Regions from separate parts of the Sus scrofa genome. Here region 1 is linked to region 2. Evidence: chromatin contacts called from public Hi-C data. All regions are on one chromosome and are shown on one strand. Each heading gives the region's core, a stretch centred on a gene start, on an enhancer-like site or on the middle of the called end of the contact. The rest is flanking DNA. Distances are from core to core; before and after follow the strand shown. Region 1 holds the start of BAIAP2L2 (brain-specific angiogenesis inhibitor 1-associated protein 2-like protein 2). Region 2 holds the start of DMC1 (meiotic recombination protein DMC1/LIM15 homolog).

Evidence for each region. Hi-C and Micro-C count contacts between places; a contact is called where the count stands out from the background.
Region 1: a contact with region 2 is called in a Hi-C map of subcutaneous adipose tissue, with 1.9 times the contacts expected there. The contact joins the promoter of BAIAP2L2 here to the promoter of DMC1 in region 2. A contact is called at or near these places in 6 of 47 Hi-C or Micro-C datasets (embryonic fibroblasts, fetal skeletal muscle, heart right ventricle and 3 more) and 1 of 2 datasets of contacts at active chromatin or transcription factors (skeletal muscle).

Annotation. Positions count from the first base shown.
Region 1 is chr5:9,773,073-9,780,071 of Sscrofa11.1, forward strand. BAIAP2L2 (brain-specific angiogenesis inhibitor 1-associated protein 2-like protein 2) reads left to right here and starts at 5,571. Exons shown (of 14, transcript XM_003126055.6): 1 at 5,571-5,805. The coding sequence starts at 5,755. PLA2G6 (85/88 kDa calcium-independent phospholipase A2) reads left to right here. Exons shown (of 16, transcript XM_013988206.2): 12 at 713-849; 13 at 1,349-1,503; 14 at 3,099-3,266; 15 at 3,784-3,857; 16 at 4,044-4,849. The coding sequence ends at 4,188.
Region 2 is chr5:9,426,726-9,434,362 of Sscrofa11.1, forward strand. DMC1 (meiotic recombination protein DMC1/LIM15 homolog) reads left to right here and starts at 4,511. Exons shown (of 12, transcript XM_021091489.1): 1 at 4,511-4,649; 2 at 6,333-6,384; 3 at 6,976-7,020. The coding sequence starts at 6,334.

The DNA.
Region 1 (6,999 bases), core at 4,321-6,820, 350 kb after region 2:
GTAGCTCACTGTTACCGGGTCCTTCCGCACGTGGGTCCTTCCAGAGTTACCTTCTGACCAAGCACACAGGTAAATAGGGTTCTTTGGATTTGGGGGGGGTCTTATTTTAGAGCCACACCCACGGCATATGGAGGCTCCCAGGCTTGGGGTCGAATCAGAACTGTAGTCACTGGCCTACACCACAGCCACAGCAATGCCAGATCTGAGCCATGTCTGTGACTTACACCGTGGCTCACGGCAATGCCAGAGCCTTAACCCACTGATCGAGGCCAGGAATCAAACCTGCGTCCTCATGGATACCAGTCAGATTCGTTTCCACTGACCCACGACGGGAACTCCTGGTTTTGTACTCCAAAATGGTGCTGTACTCCACACACCGTCCTGAACCTTGCTTTTTCCCCTGAATGGGTGGTCTTGGTGCTCACCGCCCCTCATTACATGCAGCACTTCCTCCAGACCCCCACGTGCAGGGAAACCACGGGACACTGAACCTGCTGATGGACGCTTCAGTTTCCAATCGTTTGCTTTTACAGCCCACGCTGTTAATAGCCTAGTGCTCCCCCATCACCCCACACGTGTGGGAGCGTCTGAGGATGGGTTCCCAGAAGTAGGATCGCTGAGTTTAAGGATGAGCACATTAGCAGTTGGCACAAAAATTGCCAAGGGCGGACGGGTCAGTGGCTTCAGTGTCCTGCTCCTTGTCTCTCTCCAGGGTGATGCTGACAGGGACCCTGTCTGACCGGCAGCCGGCCGAACTCCACCTCTTCCGGAATTACGATGCTCCAGATTGTGTACGGGAGGCTCGATTCAGCCAGAACATTAACCTGAAGCCTCCAACTCAGCCCTCAGGTTAAAACCATGTTTGATGCCTCTGTGGGAAGCAATTGGCCCCAAGGGCCTGCGGGGTGGTGGGCGGGAGTCGCAGGCTGGCCACCAGGGACCCCCTCAGCCCACGGCTGTCCCACCCCCTACCCTGATCTCTCTGAGGGAGCTGAGGGCAGGCAGAGCCGGGGAGCCGGCAGGCCTCGGGCAGGCTGCACCCTGCCTTCCACCAGGATGGCAGGGCCAGACGGCGTGATCCGTGCATCCTGCTCCTGAGGCGTCCCCAGCCTCTCCCTGTTCCTGCAACACACACACACACACACACACACACACACACACACACACACACACACACACACACACACACACACACACACACACACACACACACACACACACACACACACACACACACACACACACACACACACACACACACACACACACACACACACACACACACACCCCCTGAGCTCTGAGGTGCACACTGAGGAGGTCACTGGGTCCCCTCCTCCCCCACCCGCAGAGCAGCTGGTATGGCGGGCGGCCCGGAGCAGTGGGGCAGCCCCCACCTACTTCCGGCCCAATGGGCGCTTCCTGGATGGCGGGCTGCTGGCCAACAACCCCACGCTGGACGCCATGACCGAGATCCATGAGTACAACCAGGACCTGATCCGGAAGGTGAGAGCCCCTCCGGTAGGGGGCGCTGGACGTGACCGCCCCCCTGCAGCCACTGCTGTTTTAGCAAAGCTTACTAAGGACAGGCTCCTAGGCGGGCAAATGGTTTTTATTCATGCCTTCATTTGTGCACTCAACAGCAGTTTATCTTTTTATTTTATTTTATTTATTTTATTTTATTTATTTTATTTTATTTATTTTATTTTATTTATTTTATTTTATTTATTTTATTTTATTTATTTTATTTTTTAAAATTTTTATTTTATTTTATATGTTATTTTATGTCATTTTATTTTTAGGGCCGCACCCTCAGCACATGGAGGTTCCCAGGCTAGGGGTTGAATTGGAGCTGTAGCTGCCGGCCTACACCACAGCCACAGCCACGCAGCATCTGAGCTGAGCAAATTTCTGCGACCTACGCCACAGCTCACGGCAACGCCAGATCCTTAACCCACTGTGTGAGGCCTGGAATCAAACCCATGACCTCATGGATACTAGTCAGGTTCATGACCGCTGAGCCGCAAGGGGAACTCTTCAACAGCGGTTTTATCTCACACTCAAACCTACTTGTTTAGTGGAGTCTGCCCAAAGCACTGTCCTAAGAGGGATGCTAGGCTCAATCCGGACTAGGTGGTGAAGGGCGTTATGGGCAGTTACAAGCATCTGCTGGTCACGGGGAGGGCAGCACAGGGACCAGACGCGGCCCTGTTGCCCGGCCTGGAGACACCCGCTTGCCCTTGGGGAGCTCACATTTAGGGGAGATGGTCCATAAACAAGGACACACGCATCCAGGTGTCGGAGGTGCTGTGACCGAGGGCTGCGGGGGCAGCCCGGGACCATCACCTCTGCTGAGAGATCCGGGGGCTCAGACAGGGCTCACGGAGAAAGGAACCCCATCCCCAGGCCTCTGAGGAGACGGCAGGGCAGAGCCGGTGAACCGGAGGAAGAGAGGCGGCCTTCAGCCCCGAGCTTAGCGCCGAGGCGGGCGGGGCCCACGCGTGCTAGGAGAGGCAGTGTGGTGCCGCGGGTGGGAGCTCAGGCCCTGGAGCCAGCTGGCCTCTGGGTGTGGGGCCTGGCTCTGCCGCTGCTTCAGTTCAACCACTGCATTAGGCTGCTGATAGTACCTGCCTGGGGACTGTCGCGAGGCTTATCTGTAAAGTTTAGGACCGTGCCTGACCCCAAGTATGCTGTATCCGTGCGGTGGTGGTTAGCACTGCGGTCCTCCCCAGGCTCCCGACGCCAGCCCCGGGCGGCAGAGAGGCGAGCGCCCTCTGGGGGCCAGATGAGGAAGGGCAGGCTTCCTAGAGGAGGAGGGAATCAGAGGCTGTGGGATGGGGAAGGGTCTTCAAACATCACCCAAGTGGATGAGGAGCCTGGGTTTGGTGGGTCGCCCAGAAAATTGGCAGCAGAACTTGTTCCAAAGCAAAGGAGAGGCGGCACGGACTGTGCTCCTGCTACAGGAGGCCTGTCCCCCCTCCCCATGCTGCCCCCGGTCCCCAGCCATGGGCCTCTCTCTTCCCCCTGCCCCGGGGTGCCCCCCGACCCGTGGAAAGGGCCACCGAGGGGAAGGTCTCCGCTGACCTGTCTTGTCCCAACAGGGTCAGGGCCACAAGGTGAAGAAACTCTCCATTGTCGTCTCCCTGGGGACAGGGAGGTCCCCGCAGGTGCCTGTGACCTGTGTGGACGTCTTCCGTCCCAGCAACCCCTGGGAACTGGCCAAGACTGTTTTTGGGGCCAAGGAACTGGGCAAGATGGTGGTGGACTGTGTGAGTAGGGGCCCCTCCCCCGGCCCCCTTCCCTCGAGGTCTCTGCCCCAGGATAATGACTTCAGCCTCTTCCCATGAGACCCTGGGTGGCAGGGCTCTGCTGACCCTCCTTGCCAGCTCAGGTGAGGGGGCGTCACAGTGCAGAGTCTCAGTGCTGGCAAGAGCTTGGGTGCCCACTTGCAGTGCGTTTTCAAGCACCTGTTACTGAAGATCCCTTCCTTCACCCCCAGCCCCGTGGAAGCCCAGAGGGTCAGATGGGCAGGGACGTGGAGGGCTGGCCACTCAGCCCCTCCACGCTTGCTGACCCTGAGCGGATGCTGCCCAGCCACCCGTCAACACCATAGACTGGGCCCCTCTGATGGCGTAGCTGGGACAGTCACGGCAGCACCGAAAAGGGCATTTGCCCAAAGTTACTCTGGAAGCTGATTGGGGGCTAAGCCATCCCGGAACCTGGGGACCCTGAGCGGGGGCCGTGGGTACAGTGTGGGCTGGACACTCATAGGCTACCTCTCACCAGTGCACGGATCCAGATGGGCGGGCCGTGGACCGGGCCCGAGCCTGGTGCGAGATGGTCGGCATCCAGTACTTCAGGTGAGGGCTCGGCCGGCCCCTGCCCCCAGCCCCATGGCCTGGCCTGGCCAGGACCTTCCCCACCACAGCCCTTGCCCTGGGCTGTCCCTTTCCCCCATGGGGCCGCTCTGGGTCCCAAGCCCACCCCATTCCTAGCTCTTGTCCCGCAAGTGTCCTGCAGTGACCCCTTCTTCTTGGCCCGGACAGACTGAACCCCCAGCTGGGGACAGACATCATGCTGGATGAGGTCAATGACACGGTGCTGGTCAACGCCCTCTGGGAGACCGAGGTCTACATCTACGAGCACCGGGAGGAGTTCCAGAAGCTCATTCAGCTGCTGCTCTCGCCGTGAGGCCGCCAGGCCCCCAGGCACCCCCAACCCCAACCCCCCACCCACCCAGATCAAACACTAAGGGTGCCTGGGCTGGGGAGGCCGGGCAAAGCCCACCCACCACACCACAGGGCAGAGCCGGGCCCCAGCAGCTCTGTGTCCACACACCGGGCTTAGGAGGCTGCTGGGCTTCCTGCTTGAGGCTGGTCCTAAGGCCTCTCTTCCCCTCTGTCCCCGCCTTCTGGCAATCTGCCATTCCAGGCTTGGAAAGCCTTGAGCCCCTCTCGGCCCACCCCCGACCACCAAGGATGACTGGCTCAAACACTACGGGCGCCCGGGCGTGGGCCCAGCCCGGCCTCCCAGAGGGTCCTAGGCTCTTCCCGGTCCCTGGTGGGAGCTGCAACCCCTTCCACCCTCTGCCCCTTCCCTGGGGGTGGGGCTAGAGAAACGGGCCATCTCACCCCATCTGGGGAAACCCGGGCTCCAGGAGTGGGCCAGGAGTCCCATTCGACTTTGTCCCCCGACACACACCCAGCCAGCTGCACCCCCCAGAGCCGCCCCACCCTGTGAGCGCTCAGCTCTCAAAAGTCACTCCCGGGACCAGTTATTCTTCCCGACAGGAAGTGGTTTATAAAGTGAGGCGGGGACCGCCTCAAACTGTGAAATAAACGGTTAATTTCAGCGTGCCTGTGTTGTGTGCACTGTTGTGTGAGTCCCTCCATTCCCCGACCCGCCAGCTCCCTCAGCCTTGACCGTCATCGTCCTTTGCCCACACGGACAGAAGCTTTGTTTCCCAGGCTCCCCAGGGCAAGGACACCCCTTCTCTTCTTTAGGCCTCCCCAAGTCAGGTCCCCAAGGGTGTTCAGAGGAGGCAGCCAGGGAGAGCCCCACTTGCCAGAGGAGTGGGTGAGACCCAGAGAGGGCAGGAGGCTCGGGCACCATCACACAGCAGGTAAGCAGGGCCGAGGCGTGCCCCTGGCTCTGTGCAACTCTAGCATTTGTGCTGCCCCGTCTCCAGCGTGCAGCAGCACTGGGAGGGCAGCAGCGGATGTGGGAGCCTCAGCCTGGGGATGCAGGTCTGAGGGGCTCAGGTTGGAGGGAGCCTGAAAACAGCAATGGGCTGTGGGGGCGTTCCCCGTGCCGAGGCTGGGGGCTGCAGGAGGGCACAGCTTGCGTCCAATAGGGCGGGCACTGCCCTATGTAGGCAGGGGGGATGGCAGAGGTCCCTGCCGGCCTGGGAAAGACTTGTCCTTGAGGAGATGGCCTAGGAGAGTGGCCATCCACACATGCCCATGGGTCCAAGGCTCAGAGGGGTAAATAATTGAAGGGCAGGTCACACGAACCCGCCCGCGTCACAAGATGCCTTCCTTGCCGGGTCTGGTTACGCCCCAGATCACATTCTGACATCCCTGGCTGGTGAATAATTAAGCTGCCACCTCCTCCTCGACCGGCCCTCCATCTCCGGGTCCCACTCTGCAGCCTCCTCCACTGCCCGCCGAGCCGTGGGCATTGGAGAGTACAGACCCCAGCGCTCCCAGCCCTGCCAGCACCACCAGCCTCCTGCTCTGCGTCCAGGCGCATCCATCCATGGCCCCCGAGATGGACCAGTTCTACAGGTCCACCATGGCCATCTACAAGGTGAGTGTGCGTGTGGCCCGGGCCCAGGGCACCGGAGTACCACCTCCCGGGGCTCGAAGGCCGGCTGGCTCTGGAGGACAGGAAGGAAGGCTCAGAACCAGGCTGGGCTGAGCCGTGGTGGGCGTGGAGGTGGGGATCCCGGGGAGAAGTTGGCCGCCCCCGCCCCAGCCAAAGGCTCCCAGAACAGAAGTTCATCCAGTGAGTGACAGGCCTGCTGAGATAACACGCAGCATAAGCCCCCAACTCCCACTCACTGGACAGAGCAGGGCCGGGCCCAGAGTGGCCTTAGCTGGGGGCAGGGGCAGAAAAGCCACCTGGGCCGGAAGTGGGGAGTTCCTCTCTCTCTCTCCTTGTCTCTCTCTCTCTCTCTGGTTTCTGGGTCCCTCACTTCAGAGGGGGGGCTGCAATCTCCAGAGACATTTATTGAGCACCTCCTGTGTGCAGGACCTTTCCCCTGGGACCTCAGAACACCCCACCTATCGGGTAGAACATATTCACCCCATTTGATAGATGAGAAAACTGAGGCCAGTGAGGTTAAATAGCTTGTTCAAAGTCACCCAGGGAGGAAGTGGGGCTGCTGGGATTTGAATCAAGACCCAAGTCTGCCCAAAATTACTTAGGTAAATAATTAATTAAGCTGTCTGGAGTTCCCTTGTGGCTCAGTGGGTTAAGGATCCGGTTGTCACTGCAGCAGTTCAGGTCACTGCTATGGAGCAGGTTTGATCACTGGTCCGGCAACTTCTGCATGCCACGGGCACGGCCAAAAAAGGAAGAGAGACCCAAGTCTAAGCCCACCACCCAAGGTTCTCTCCAGCTGGCCAAGGCCCAGGGTGGCCCAAGTGACCCAGCCACAGCCTTGCCCCCAGTGGGCCCTTCTTTGAGGAGGCCAAGCTCTGCCCTTGCCCTTGAGGTGGCTGTTGGCAGCCCAGTCCAGCATGGCAGCAAGGCCTGGACCTGGGGCAAAGCTGAGCCATGCTCAGGTGGGCACGGTGACAGACCACAGGCTTGAGCCAGTGGGAGCAGGAGAACCTTCCAAGTGCAAGTTCCCGCTGGGCAGGTGGGGAGCCAAGGGGACCCTGGCCTGGATCCTGGCCTCTGAGGCCCTTGTAGCCGAGCCAGGATTCTGGGTGATTCTGGGAGGCTGGGTGGGCTCCCCCTGAGTCAGGTGTCTCACGGGGCGGGGGGGGCACCCTG
Region 2 (7,637 bases), core at 3,261-5,760:
AATACATACTGAAATATTTACCAATGAAATTATATGACATGTAGAAGCAGCTTCAGAATAATATGAAAGGGAGGAAGCCGATGGAGGTAAAAGTGAAACAAGACTGGCCGTGTTGAAAGTTGTTAGTTGGGTGATGGGGATATTACAACATTTTACTTAAAAACTTTAAAGGCATTACTGCAGACTATATCCTTTAAAGTGTATTTTTTACACATTCTTTTTTCTTCTCTTATAACCTTAAGAATGAAGTATAATTTTCCCCATTTACAAATTGAGAACTTTCTTAATTTAAACCACCATTCCCCTGGCTCAAACTTTTACAACATTTTCCTAGATATTCTCCTTTCCCGCTTTCTTCCCCCCATCCAATCCAATTTTCCACACAGCAGCCCAAATACTTCAAGTGTATTAAACTATTTAATTTTCACAACAACTCAATGCTAATACTAACAGTATATATTGATACTATTCTTGGTTCTCAAGTAAGGAAACTGAAGCACAAAGGAATTTTAATAATTTTCCCCAAGACCACATAGTAAGTGGCTGACCTGTACTATAAGTCTGGCTTAGTTGCCACTCCTACATGTGTTTATACCATACTTCTATAAATGGAAAACAAAATCACATATGAACACACAAGTTCTGCCATGAACTGGTTAAGCATTTTGGCTGAGAGCTTGGACTCAGGAGCCAGACTGTGAACTTGGGCAAGTTACTTAAACTTGTGGTGCCTCAGTTCTGTCATCTATAAATAAAGGTAATAATAGTTTCTACCTCATGATACCTTTGTGTGGAGTGGATGCATTAATCTGTAGAAAACAATTAAGTGACACGTTAGCTATTATCAAATATTACCTTTGATTTTTGAGAGTTCCTTTCTCCCTAGTACCTTCACTCCAGCAGAACCACTCATAGCTCCTTAAATAAGCCTGTGTTCCCTCTGCCTTTCCTATCCTGCCCAGCTGTGAATCCTCACTTATCCATTCAGCCCCACATTAAGGGTCACCACCTCTGTGAGGATCCCCCAGGGAGAGGAGCTACCTGGTTCCCTAATGCATGTATAATCCCTCGTATCTCAACTTGTGTATAATTATTTATTTTCTGTATCTATCTTCCCTGCTAGACCCATCCTTTCTTAAGAGCAGAGACCTGTTTTTATCTCCACATGCAGCCAAAAGCTGGGTCGGAGCAGTGTTTCATAAATGTTGGTTAAATAAATGGTCACCAGCATGCCACTCTGGGGAGCTATATGACAAAGTTTGAAGATTTTCAAATTTAGAAATAAATCTAAATAAAGAAGAAAGCCTGGAGTTCCTGTCGTGGCTCAGTGGTAACAAACCTGACTAGCATCCATGAGGATGTGGGTTTGATCCCTGGCCTTGCTCAGTGGATTAAGGACCTGGAATTGCTGTGAGCTGTGGTGTAGGTTGCAGATGCAACCCAGATGCTGTGTTGCTGTGGCTGTGGCGTAGGTGAGTAGCTACAGCTCCATTCAATCCCTAGCCTGGGAACTTCCACATGCCACAGGCGTGGCCCTAAAAAGCAATAAAATAAAATAAAATAAAGGAGAAAGCCTCAGATAACTGATATGTATGTATGTATGTACATATATGTATATATGCTACTGTAATTGCCTATATACTTATCTATAGCCCTCACTAGGGTTTGTGTTTTGTTTATTGTTGAATCCCCGGCACCCAACGCCTAGTACAATATCTAACGAATAGTAGGGATTCAATAAACATTTTTCTTGGCCGCACCCGAGGCATGTGGACATTCCCGGGCCAGGAACCAAACCTGTGCCACAGCAGTGACTCAAGCCATAGCAGTGACAATGCCAGAACCCTTAGCCCACTGAGCCACCAGGGAACTCTCTCAATAAACTTTTTTGAACAAATTAAATATATTTAAGGGGAGATAGACTCAGTGAAATTCTCTATTTGTATGACCCCTAATTTTTTTTTTTTTTTTTTGTCTTTTTAAGGCTGCAGATGGAAGTTCCCAGGCTAGGGGTCTAATTGGAGCCATAGCCACCAGCCTACGCTACAGCAATGGCAACGCCAGATCAGAGAAATGCCAGACCAAGCAGCATCTACCACCTACACCACAGCTCGCAGCAATGCTGGATCCTTATCCCACTGAGCAAGGCCAGGGATTGAACCTGAATCCTCATGGATACTAGTTGTGCTCTTAACCTGCTGAGCCACAACAGGAATTCCCACCCTTCATTCTTTAGTTCTCTACTAAAGCATTTCTTAAATTTGAGCTCTTGAAACCAAGAATACACATCCACAGGCACCAGTTTGAAGAAACTCAACTGTACAGTGGAATTATATGCCTCTATTTGATTTTAAGATGGTTGTCCACAGAGGGGCAGTAAAGTGTAATGATTTAAAATTCCTGTTGCTATAATTCCACCACCTGTTTTTCAATTAACTTAGAATATCATTAAAATGACACCAAATTTTCAAATTTCATAGAGATCTTGTGGACTCACTGAAGGTTTTGAGAAATCAGGAAAGCTAATTGACATAATTACTTATTGGTACTAGCTGACACAAAAGCTCTGGCTTGCCATGCATTATATCTAGGATAGGAAAGTGGCATTTTGCAATGCAGGATTTTCATCTAATATAGTCACTCTTACAAAATTTTTATGACTTCCGAGTTTTGTGTCCTACTTAAAAAGATATCATTTACTGAGATGGTAAGCATTTATGTCATGTTTTCTCCTAGCACTTTTGTTATTTTATTGTTCAGGTTTAATTTCTTGATCCATCTGAAATTTATTTTGGTATTAGGTGTGAAGTATGGTTCCGATTTTCTTTTTCTTTCAGATGACTACCTAGTTTGTTCCAACACTATTCACTGAATTCATCTCTTCATTGATTTGAAATGCCATCTTTGTCTTTTTTTTTTTTTTTTTTTTTTTTGGTCCCGGTTTGAGTGAAAAGGTCTTCAAGTGTACTTATTTTTAACTACTCTGGAGTTTGGGGGTTTGTTTTAAAATATTTTTAAGTTGTATATAACTATCAATACCATCTCCAAACAAGATTTTTATCCTTACTTCATGAGTTTGTCATTACCAAGCTCATTTCAGTTTCTTTAAGTGTACTGCACACAACCTTCAAATATTATGAACATTTCTCTCTCCCAGCTGTCACTACACCAAACTACATATGTTATATTTCCCTAAATCATCTTGTTGTGCTCTTTGCAGCTCTTCCGTACAGTTGATGTCTCCATCTAACAAGTTGCTCAGAAGTTACTATAATTATTTTAGGTGAGGCCCAAAGTGAAAGCCTACCATCGACTATACAGTTCATCTCAAAAATTGACATTAATTTCTATTTAAGCAAGACCAGGCTGTGTTTCTGGAAAATAACAGATTTTGAAGAACTATGGCAGTTATTTGTTGGGTCTTTAAACAATCCACGTGGGGGGCAGAGGAAATGTCCTACAAAATGCCAACTGCTATTGTGGGAATTTTTGGCTATTTATTCCAGCAAAATATGATTCAGACACTGAATGAAAAGGGTCACCCTGTACTAGGTCTTGAACCCAAAGAACTGTTTGCACAGATAGTCATCCAAGATACATCACAGCCTCCACCTCAACAGATGCTCTTTCAAATGTTTCATGACTCTCTTCAACAGTCAGTCTCCATTTAAGGGGAGGAGGGTTGATGCTGCCAGAGACGGCTCTGCTGGCATGAAGGCTGGCCTAAAATTTCTATTTAAAAGCTGGACCAAAATATGTTTGGCTTCTGTTGTCTATTTAAAATTTCAAGTTAAAAGGAAGAAAAATTACTCTCCGTCCTGAATGGGCTTTGGGTGTCTCACTCACAGACTAGAGAATGGCAAACGGTAAGAGAGTCACGGAGAAGGGAGAGAAATTAGGAACGCTGAGATATTAGGAACAAACTATGAAGGCAGACATGAAAAACTTGGAATGAAAAGAAAAGCCTTAAGCAGGGGGAAAAGACCCCCATATTCGGCTCCTAACGGAGGATCTGGATTAAGGTAAGCATTCTGCACGTCATGAGTCACCACATCAGCCACCTCCCCTCAGCACCCCTCCCCCGCCTCACGGTCGTCCACCTCTTGCCCCCTTTCCAGCGGCCTCTCTTCATCTCAGAACACGCGCCACCCAAGGGCCTCCTTTCTCAGAGGATCCTGTCTTCACCTCAGCGTCCACCTCAGGAGCCCCCAATTTTGACCCATGTCCTGGGTGCCCCCACCTCAGAGTCCTCTCTTGACCTCAGCATCTCCCTCCGCTCTGGAGACGCCCCAGCCTCCCTTCCCACCAAAGCCCCTCTCCTCAGCACACACTCTCCCCCTCAGCGCCCCCTTCCTCATCCCAGCGCGCGACACGCCCCGGAGAGTCCGTTCGCCGCTCCCAGTACCTTCGCCTCCCCCGGACGCTCCTGCCGCCCCGCCCCCCGTCCTCTGCCCCGCCCAGATCCCCGCCCCTCCGTCCTGGCCCCGCCCACGCCAGGCGCGCGCCCAAACTAGTCGTTGGGCACCGAACCTCTTGGTCAACGGGGCTGCGAGGCGCCGCGTTCTGCTTCGGAGTCAGAATCCCTGAGGACTGGAAGGCCCGGGACGGGGGCGGAAGGGATTCATTCACCTTGAAAAGGGAGATTGTGGGTACGAGTCGGGTTTGTGGCAAAAGGGGAAGGTGGGTGAAGAATCTGAGGGGAAACTCAGGGGGTCCCTTCTTTAGTCATGCTTGGTGGTGGTTGGAGGCTCCACTTTGTGCGTCCCGCCCCCACCCCTGGGGGTATATCTCAGTGCCCTTGAGTGATTACCAGCATCCTTATTTTAAACCAAGTAGGACCTAAGTTGGGGAGGGGCCTCCTCAGACTCCTTATGAGGGAGTTAGGTGTTGGAAAAACGGGTGGCGGCAGGGGAGGCGACCTGGACCGCGCTTCCACGCCCGAAGCCGAGGCGACTGGGAGCCCTACTCTAGATCCAACTGCTCTCAACGTCCATTGCTATTTGAGAAAGATGAAGAGCAGCTTTTTTCAAGGCTAAAGAAAGGACAGTCAATGTGGAATTTGGGGGCAATCATATATATACATATATATAAGCAATCTGAGTGAGGGGCCGTATTCCAGAAAATTCCATTTACACCGTCTCCTCTTTTGCCTCGAATACTTTGCTGTTCAGAGGTACTAGGTGGTAACGACCATACCTCAACCTTAGTAATTTGTTCCCCTTCTGCTGGGCCCCAACCCCTGACTTCCGCGTTTTGTGAGAAAATGGAATAGACCAAGAAAAGTGATTACTTGGACTACGTTTTCTAATAAACAGGATCATGCTTTTTAGATTCCTGAGATCTTAAAACCGCTGCTCCAGTGTTAACTCAAAGATTGTTCATCTGCTTATTGGCCCTAATATTTTATCATATTATGATACTGAGTATTCACCATAATTTAAATCTTTACAAAAATCATGAAAGTAGTAAATACTATAGAACAAAATACATCCATTGTTTTATGAAAGAAAAATACACATGTTGCAAGAGAGCTCATTCATAATTCTCAAGCAGGAAGAGATGAAAAAATATCTATCTGTTGAAGAGAGACTAAGTTCTAGGTGCCGGGGAAGATATAGGAAGACTGACTTAAGGCCAAAGGTTTTTTTTTTGTTTGTTTGTTTGTTTTCTTTTTAGGGCCAAACCTGTGGCATAGATAAGTGCCCAGGCTAAAGGTCAAATTGGAGCTACAGCTGCCAGCCTATGCCACAACCACAGCAATGCCAGATCCTAGCCATGTCTGAGACCTACCTCGTAGCAACATTGGATCTTTAACCCACTGGGCAAGGCCGGGGATCGAACCCAAATCCTTATGGCTACTAGTTGGTTTTTTCACCCACCGAGCCACAACAGGAGATCCAGGCTAAAGTTCTTAGAGTGTTGTTAACATGAACATGAAAGAATAAAAATACGGAGTTCTAATATTCTAATTCTAATATTTCTACTGCCAATAACATTCCAAGACAACAAAGAGATATTATCAGTTATAATTGTGCTGTGGGAAATCAAAAGATGATACAAAGTGGCCAATTTTGAGGAAAGAGGAGAGAAACAATGTCCCTCCACCCTCACATATGCACACCCATTAAAAGAAATAATACCAGATGCCTAGCAGAAAGGATATAGGCTAGCCAGTCATTTCAAACTAAATGTTTTTCTATTTGTCCTTCTGGTCCTTAATAACTGAATTGAAATCAAGAAAGTCTATGGGCAAAGGGTTTTGTACTATGACTACTTCTTAATATTTTTTTATTTTCCCAAAATTGATTATTTTTTTGCTGTTCTCCTTTCAGTATGAAGGAGGATCAAGTTGTGCTGGAAGAACCAGGATTCCAAGATGAAGAAGTATGGCTAGAATGTTGAAAGACATGTAGACATTTAGTCATTCTACAAAAATGAAGTTCCTTCTCTGTTAACTACTATTTTTAGAAACAGATTAGCAATAAAACATAGTTCTGGAGAGAGGCAATATTACAAATATGTAACAACTTGTTTGGCAAGGGGTGCTAAGATTAGCTACTTAGCAGCTGGTGTGAAAGTATTTTAATAATTTAGCAATTGGTATGGCCATACTGGTTCCTATGCAAACTGGTAGTGAGGAGTAGAAGGAGTTCAAGGTCTGGTGGGGAAGACTGAGAAAACATATTTTAAAATAGATTAAATGTTGTTCCACTCTTTTGGGTTAAGGTCTTAAAAATTTGGAGAGGGCATAATAAAAGTATTGAGCTTCCCAGTGCTTTCAGTGTTAGCACTTCTATGTATGCAACAATGTGTTTGAAAAATCATTATTGAGCCTACCTCAGTCTGTCTAGAGAAGTGGAATTTGAAGCATCTTGGAGTGACTCATAATTCTGAATTAACTCTTAAAAATATTTGTGAAACGGTTGAATATGAAGAATAAAAACTTTTTTTTTTTCCCTGTTCCATCTTCGTTAGGAATCTTTGTTTCAAGACATCGACCTGTTACAAAAACATGGGATTGTAAGTATTTCTTCAGTGCTGTGTGAAATTGTCCATTTTAGGGTTTCTCAGCCTTGACTCTATTGGCATTTGGGACTTGACAGTTCTTTGTTGTGGGGGGGCTGCCTTGTGCATTGTAGGGTGTTTAGCACTCTGGCTCCTAACCACTCATGATATGCTAGTAGCAGCCTCATAGTTGTGACAACCCAAAAATTCTCCAAACATTGTCATGTCCCCAGGGAACAAAATTGTCCCCCGTTGAGAACTAGTGGTCCACTTGGAGGTGTTCAGAGCTATCAACTGTTTCCATCAACAAAAAATTCACCTTCTGTCATGTGATTAGATAAAAGAAATTCAGACTTTAAGTAAAAAACTTGATGAATTTCAGTAGCAATCAGTTGACAGAAAAACTTCTCGGATGTTACCTTTTTTTGACCACACCCTCAGCATGTGGGAGTTCCTAGGGCAGGCATCAAATCCATCACACAGCATTGACCCAAGCTGCTGAAGTGACAAGGCCAGGTCCTTAACCCAGTGCACCACGGGGGAACTCCTCTGATGTTACCTTTTAAAGCCCTCACATTTAATCTCTTTCAGTTGGATTTAGAAAATTGGAGCAAGAGAAAATCCTGGTCTTT